Regions from separate parts of the Zea mays genome. Here region 1 is linked to region 2. The links are chromatin contacts, called in public Hi-C maps. All regions are on one chromosome and are shown on one strand. Each heading gives the region's core, a stretch centred on a gene start, on an enhancer-like site or on the middle of the called end of the contact. The rest is flanking DNA. Distances are from core to core; before and after follow the strand shown. Region 1 holds the start of LOC100272797 (Nuclear pore complex protein NUP1). Region 2 holds the start of LOC100273544 (Auxin response factor 2).

Region 1 (3,935 bases), core at 671-3,170, 760 kb after region 2:
ACTCACTGGAAACACCATGTTCGGTGCCCCCCCGAGGGTAACATGGCGCTTTCCCCCCTTCCTCCTTGCGGAAAGGCGACGAAGGGGCGTACAATAAAAGTCGAGACGGTCCTTGATCGTCCTCTCGCTCCATGCAGAGGCTCGGGGGCTGCTCTCGCACTAGGCTACGGCCGAACTGTTGACCACGTCAATAAACCAGCGTGAAAACTCGAAGCCTGACCGTGCACCCGGGCTACGGCCAGGCCGTCTGAGGGAACGACAAGGCCATCCGAGGCATCGCAAAAAATTAAGACCTCAGAGGAGTCAAACCACTCCTCCGAGGCCTCGGGGGCTACATCCGGCGGGTGCGCTCGCGCGCACCCACCGGAACAAAATATAACCGAGAAGGGCCGGTCCCCTTGCAAAAATCCGGCAGAACCTCCAAGCGAGTGCCCGCACTCCCTTTGAGGCTCGGGGGCTACTGTCGGGTACCGTAATTAGGGGTACCCCCAATGCTCCTTAATCCGGTTGGAAAGCATCTTCAGAACAAACCATACGCGGCTGATAAAGCGCGGTTCAAGTCAAGGCCACGCCTACCAAGGGACGCAACCTCATCCGAGCCCAGCCTTGGGCGAGAACAGTAGTCCCGGACGGGTTCACGCCTCGCCCGAGGGTCCCCTCAGGCGATGAGCGCACCCTCGGCTCGCCTGAAGCCTAGCTTGGGCAGACTTTGTCGTGCAGCGACCTTGGCCAAATCGCCTTACCAGCCGACCATATCGCGTGCACATTTAATGCGGGGATCGGCTGACACCTTATCCTGACACGCGTGCCTCAGTCGGTAAGGTCGAAGTGACCACAGTCACTTCGCCCCTTTACTGGCCGATCTGACAGGAAAACAACGCCGTTCACCCCGCTCCGGCTACCGTGCCAACCACCAGGATGAAACTGAGTCACGATCTCCCACGAGTTCGGCCTCGGGCGCAACAAGGAGCTCCGCCTCGCCTGACCTCAGGCCTCGGCCTCAGCCTCGGCCTCGGAAAAAGATCTCCGCCTCGCCCGACCCCAGGCCTCGACCTCGGGAGGAGTCACAACCCCGCCCGAGCCCAGCCTCGGCCTCAAGAGAAGTCTCCGCCTCGCCCGACCTGGGCCTCGGACCGACTACGCTACAGGGGATACATCATTACCCTACTCCTAGCTAGTTGCCTCAGGCTATGAAGGAACAAGACTGGTGTCCCATCTAAGGTTACTCCGGTAACAGGTAATGATGGTTCCCCGCGTGCGCCCATGACGTCGGATTGCTCTCAACCTCCTACGAAAGCAAGACAACGTCAGCAGTATCCATGCCACGCCGACAGCTGTGCTTTTACAGGGCTCAAGGCACTTCTCCGTCGGCCACGATAGCTCGTGTACAGGGCTCAAGGCGCTTCTCCGACGGCCACGTTAGCTCGCAGCTACACCCCATTGTACAACTGGGCATCTCCTTGTATCTATAAAAGGGGATGTCCAGGGCCTTCCTAAGGCACGTCACGGACACACGTTGCAACACTGACAACGTTGGACGTCGAGGACAGGCGGGGCAGACGAGACAGACAGCACGCAGAGACTCTCTCTCTCTTTCTCGCCCTCGCTCCCTCGCGCGACAACAAATTTACTGGTCGGTTGACGGTCCTCGCAGGTCCAAAACGCCGACATCCATAGTTTAAAAAATTCCTAAACCATTGGATATATTTTATGATGAATTTAACCGAATAAAATTTTTAAGTAGTTTTGGACTATTTTAAAGTATGAATTATGACATAGATTTAATTTCAATCGATGCTAATCCAGAACTGGAATGGTGTAAACGCTCTCTCTTCGTGGGCCGAGGATCAGCCCCCGCGTCTAGCCGTTGGATGTTGAATGGGAACGGACGGTCCGATGCCCATGACTGCAGGCATACATCGCTGCGGGTGAAGTTCGGCTATCTGATTTGCCGCCCGCGATACGGCGAAACCCTAGCTCCACAGCGCCGTTGCATGGAGTCCCAGCGATACAACTACGGCAGCGGCGCCGGCACCGGCGGCAAAATCCGCCGCTACCCTCCCTCTCGCGCCGTGGCTGCGTCACCATATGCTCGACCGGCCACCGCCCCGACCCACGCTCCTGGAACCGCCACGGCGGCGGTTTCGCATGAGGGCGGGTGGCTGTCCCGGATCATAGCCGCCGGCACCTCGCGATTCCTTCCCTCCTTGTTCAGCTTCAGCACGTCTCAACCTCAGCAAGCCGCGCCGGCCCCGTCGCCAACGCGCGACCAGCTGCCAGTCGTCGAGCCGCCTTCGCCGCTTCCCCCACCTTTAGGTTTTTCTCTGCATATTTTTTATTGTTTGCGGTTGCTCTGCTGCTTGCTCAGTGTTCGTGCGATTGTAGCCTAGAGATTGGTACTATTTTCTCTGTTGAAATACCTATTTTAGCTTTAGTCAACACTTGATTAAGATGTTACTTGTGCATGTAGCCTGTGGGCTATTGGCTATCAGAATTTGGGCGTTTACTCTGGCTTCTGCGCTAAATAAGTTAGCGAGTTATCATATTTTTCAGTATGGATTTGGGATACTATTGGAATGTAGTATGCTCTGAGTGGTATTGTTTTTCTAGTGTGTCGTTGATTTATTGCTGGCAAGCTAACATACTTTTCCCTTTTCAATCTATAGTGGATGATCGTCCAGAATGTGAAGAAAACGGTGGAGTGGCTGCCAATGTAAGCTGAATCAATAAATTCATAATGTATTTTTGTTTATTTTTACTTTATTTGAGTGATTGTCAAAACGATTTATAAGTTAATACAACTAGACTCTGAGTTTGCCATAAGCAGTTAAGCACTATTTTCATTAATTAACTCAATTCAAAACATTTCCTCAGGATCATTTTATGAGTCTATTCCAAGCCTGCAATTTTAGCTTGTTTCTGAAGGCTTTATTGATTTTTTAGCATCTACTTCCTCCATTCTAAATCATAGTTCATTTTGTCTTTGTCCTAAGCCAAACATCTCTATTTTGACCAAGATTATAGAAAAATACACCAACATATATAACATCAAATTAGTTTCATTAAATTCTCCATGATATATATTTTGATTGAGTATTTGCTTGAGCTTATAGTTCATAACATATTTTTTCTAAAAACCCAGGCAAAGGCAAAGTTTGAGAAGTTTGATTTAGGAGAAAGCCGAAGTGAACTTTAATTTGGACTGGGGGAGTAGAACAGATTATTTACTTATATTTATTATACTAGGAAAACAAATCTCTGTTTGTTTTAAGTAACTTTCGACTTCCAATTTTATGTCTTCTGTGGCTTAGTTCCTGAGCCCCCTTTTGTTGGTGGCCCTTGTTGGGTATCAACTCTAGACCCCTCTCAACATGATTGGGGCTAAAGGGTCTTGCCGTTTGTTTAACATTTCTGCTAGGAAAAAAACTCTGTTTATTTTAAGTAACACCCTGATCAGTTCTAATGGTAATTAATTTACTTTTGGACATTCAATTTTATGTCTTCTGTGGCTTAGTTTACAATGCCTCTTTTGTTGGTGGTCCTTGTTGGGCCTCAACTCTATAATTCCCCAACATGCTTGGGGCTAAAAGGTCTTGTTGTTTGTTTAACATTTATGCTAGGAAAAAAATCTCCCCTGACTTGTTTTAATGGTAATTAATTTACTTTTGGACTTCCAATTTTATGTCATTTGTGACTTAGTTCCCGAGACTTTTGTTGGTGGCCCTTGTTGGGTTTCAACTCTAGACTTATTCCAACATGTTTGGGGCTGAAAGATCTTGTTGTTTGTTTAACATAGTTCCCAAACATGTGTTTGTTCCACTGTAGAATTTGTGTACTGAAAATCCTCAAAGTTGTACCAAGGAAGAGGAAGAAAACATGCTAAGAAATTCTGATGACCATGGTGGAACGGCTCTTGAAGAATTATTGAAGCAGAG
Region 2 (4,176 bases), core at 1,565-4,064:
AGCTCATAATTCCTTGCAAACCTTGGCTTGTAGTAGACAGTGAACATACTATCAGTGTTCACTGCATGCCATGCTGTTGCAAGAACACCAAGATGCATATTGTGGCTTGATATGACTGAAGATGGGATAGTGGTTTGGTGCCTCAGTGCACGCCGAACTCCAACACGGAGCTCCCCATTCTCACCTCTATCATGTAAAATATAAGGAACCGGGTATTGGTATGGTAGTCAAACGTCAAAAAGGAGTTAAGAGCAACCAACATTAACTGCTCATCATAGCATAATATGACACCTGAGAAATATGAAGGCATCCCCCGCGACAAGACGCTTGGCGCTCACAAAAACACTCCAACCACTTTGCAGGAGATGTCTCCGTGGCTGACCTGATGTAAATCAAATGCTAAGTTGTAAATTTTAACAGGTATAAGATCATCAACTATCCAAGTTACAATTTAGGTCACCAACAACAGAACACAAATTCATAAAGCAAATAAACTAAGTATGAAAAAGAATCATTGATAAAATGACTGCTATCATCCAAAAATCAAATGCAGACCAACCCAAGAAAATATTAAATACATAAATTTCTGGTGACAGTATAGCCCTAGTCAGAGAATAGAATTGAAGTGCTTATGTACAACTCAGAATTGCTCGCACAAAACTTATCAATTAAATTCAAACCGAATGGTCAACACACAAATAGCCTCTAGAGCATTAAAAAAACAAGTACAAGCTAGGCATTAAGCATGCATTCGTCTAGTGAAACTAAGTGAACAAACAAGAAAGAACATAACACTATTATTCTGGAATAAATCCACTGCAAGCAAGACAATGAGGCATCACCTCGAAAGATGTGACGGAACCGCCACTCGGCCCCATGCAGGTCCTTGGCCACCAATTCTTGATTTGGGGGATGTTGACTCATATCCTGATCAAAGAGAACCGTCAAAGGCATCATCATCATTAAGCCAACAACAGGCAGTGTTAAACCAACAACAACATGAGTCAAAGGTTCAGAGGGCCTAACCAATGGTGGGAGGCACTCATCTGCATGCCGGCGCAACACTGAGAAACCACCATGTGTGCTTGTGTCTGAGGCAGTCAATGTCTTGCAGAAGGAATGGATGTGAGGACCCTCATTTGTGGCTGGTAGCGCAGGAGGCACCACCACCTCCTCTTCCTCCACTGTTGTAGATGTATTCTCATCTTGCTTCTGAGAATCAAACACTAGTCTGAGCATTCCAAGTCTGAGCACGCATAAAGCAAAACCAGAAGTTACCCACCTTATCAGGGAGCAGGGTGAGCTGGGCGTACACCTCATCAGTATCCGGCTCAACCTAGCAAAGGAAACGAGGAAAAAGAATATGCATTCACAACATTCTACAGTGAACAGCAAAGAAGCTATGTTGTTACCTTCAGTTCGATGTTCATGAGCTTGCAGGGAATCTTCCATGGCAGGTTGTAGAGGGGCGTGCCCTGCTGCTCGGCAAGCTGGTTCGTCGATGCCTCCACCTGAGCACAGCAGAAACCAACAGAATCCCGCACAATCAGCGCCCCAAATCACATAGAGCAGCGCAAGAATCTTAGAAAGAGGAATCACCGCATATCTAAGTAAAAAATTGCGGAGCTTTGGATGGCATTAAAAAACAATAAAGGCGCTGATTCGTAATACCATTCGAGGCAGAGGCACTAAAGAAAGACCAAGCCTCTAGGGTCAAATGAAATGAAAAAAAAACATCATATGAGCTCACTGGAATGACCAGTAAACGTATCCGAGGACCTGTCAAACCTAGAAAAAAAATCCCCAAATCAGAAGACGCATGGGACTTTGAGGTCTGAGCGACAAAGTGCCTACGCGTCAAAATCAGAACTGCCGAACCCTCCAAATCAAAAGCAAAACCCCAGCGCAGACTGCAGCGGCCATGCGAATCAACCCCAAAAGCCAGAGACAATTCCCCTCACAGTCCACGATTCCATGCACATGCGCGGGCTTCACAGGAAGCCGAACCACGAATCCAAGTTGCGGACGACGAGGACTTGAAATCCGGGGCCACGGCGCAGGCGCGAGCCCGGAATTTCCCAAATCGAGGGCACGCACCGCACAGGGACCCCGTCGCGCTCATATCAAATAACCCCGCGCCTAAACCCCTCCAAACCCTGGAATCCGCTGCGATCACGCGAAATTCGGCGAGGATTCCGACGCATGCACACATGCGTAACCCAAAAGCGCTTCGAAAAACGCGAGGATACAGCGGCGGCACCCACATCAATAACGAGAGACGGGCATCGCCAGGGCACCCTCCCTCCCTGTCTGCCTCACCTGCTCGATGTGGCCCTGCGGGAGGTAGTAGACCTTCTCCCCAAGCGGCGGCACGCAGGACAGCGGCCCCGCGCAGGCCTTCCACAGCTCGACGAACAGCGCGTCCTTCCCTCCGCATCCGCGTCCTGCTTCCGCACCTGCACGCCCAGGCAAAAGAAGCACATAAACCTCGTCACAGACAAACCTAAACCCCTTGGAGGTGGGGAGGCCCGGGCCCCAAGCACCCGAACCAGCAGCGAGCGACACGCACACCCACCGGCGCAGGCAGCCGCCGCCATCGGATCTCACATGCACTTCCCAGTTCCCCCGACCACCTCCCTGCCGTCCGGAATTCGTCGCGATCTCCGCCGCGCAACTGGCACCTGAGTGATTTGCGCGGAAGGAAAAAGGGAAGAGGCAGCCGGAGGCGAGGCGAGGGGATTTATTTAAGTAGCAGGCCGCCGAAGGCGACGTCAGTTTCCTGTGTCGCTTCTCCTGCCTGCCCTTCTAAGTTCTTTACCCCTCTCGCAGCGTGTCGTGTGTGTGCTATGTGCTGTGTGAGCAAGACTGCAAGAGAGCGAGGGGAGGAAGAGGGAGAGAGTGTGTCTGTGTGTGTCAGTTTCAGCCGCCTCGCGTTGCCCACCACGACCGCCCCAAGGCAGCCGGTGTGCTGCACCCACCTGGTTGTTCCGGGCCGGGCCCGGGTCCGGGTGCATGGGCCTGTCTCTCCCCCGCGGGCAAGGGGCAGGGTAAGATATTTAATTGTATTACTGCTGCCGCCGCTTTTTGTTATGTTTGTACGGACGCCAAGCCCGACTGCCATGTTTGCTTGCGTGCTTTTGGCAGCAGCGTTGGGCGCCGCTCTCCGCGCGTTGGTCCGGTCAGAGGCAATGTTTGACTAAACGATCATTTAGTTTATCTACTGTACACACGGACAAACGCTACATGTCAGTGAATAGTTTCTGTTTCCTTTTTTGTTTAAACTGTTTAATTATCTGTTTAGTCTGTTAATAGACTGTATAGTTTTGATAACCTGCCACCTAGCGTCGAGAAAGACACCGGTAAGCCCGAGGTAGACGCGGTTTGGAACCATTGGCGCTGTCAGCCGGCTATTGGTGCTTGCGAGTGAGGGGCTGAGGATCCAATGCTCGTCTAATCGGCGAGCTTTGCGTAGGGATAACAATTTTACCCGTGGGTTCGGATATCCGTCGGATATCCGACCCGTCGGGTACGTGTTCAGACATAAAATTTGACCCATGAGTCTTACCCATGCCCGACCGGATTTTATTACGGATCCGGTACGGATTTGATTTCTTACCCGCGGGTACCTGACGGATATCCGAAAATAGTGATTTTAGATTTTCAAACTACCAGTACGCTAGCTAGCCTTCCATCCTCGACAGCTCATCCTACCTCCCTGTCTGTTGATGCTTCTGATCTGGTTTTAGTACTAGTGCAAGTACATTTGATAAAGTACCAGTACGTAGTACCAGTGCTATCTAGTACAAGTACTTGAGCTAAGAGAGTGTTAATACACAGACGACTATGCTAGCTACTCTTCGATTTTGACGAGTTGGAAGTTTATTAACAAAAAAACATTAGCAACACATGTCCAGGGCTACATCTACATGACTGCACTATGCAACAACATTATATGCCTCCGGTGATCATGGCGATGTGCGACGCTCAGAACTGCACTAGACTTCATTTAGGGAGAATGCACCAAGCTGCTATACCCGACGGATACCCGATATCCGCCCGATACCCGATGGGTATGGGTATAAAATTTTACCTGTGGGTATAGTCATGGGCGGATATGGATAATCCCCGCGGGTATGGTCGCGGACGGGTATTTACTCTACTCGATCCGAACCCAGC

What was found. A called contact is a pair of places that touch in the nucleus more often than the background predicts.
Region 1: a contact with region 2 is called in a Hi-C map of tassel, with 3 times the contacts expected there. The contact joins the promoter of LOC100272797 here to the promoter of LOC100273544 in region 2. A contact is called at or near these places in 2 of 25 Hi-C or Micro-C datasets (ear and tassel).

Annotation. Positions count from the first base shown.
Region 1 is chr3:95,567,899-95,571,833 of Zm-B73-REFERENCE-NAM-5.0, forward strand. It overlaps LOC100272797 (Nuclear pore complex protein NUP1), which reads left to right and starts at 1,921. Exons shown (of 8, transcript NM_001360114.1): 1 at 1,921-2,316; 2 at 2,667-2,713; 3 at 3,826-3,935. The coding sequence starts at 1,995.
Region 2 is chr3:94,805,185-94,809,360 of Zm-B73-REFERENCE-NAM-5.0, forward strand. LOC100273544 (Auxin response factor 2) reads right to left here and starts at 2,815. Exons shown (of 15, transcript NM_001320084.1): 1 at 2,576-2,815; 2 at 2,320-2,456; 3 at 1,413-1,511; 4 at 1,283-1,336; 5 at 1,027-1,212; 6 at 843-927; 7 at 292-382; 8 at 22-186. The coding sequence starts at 2,597.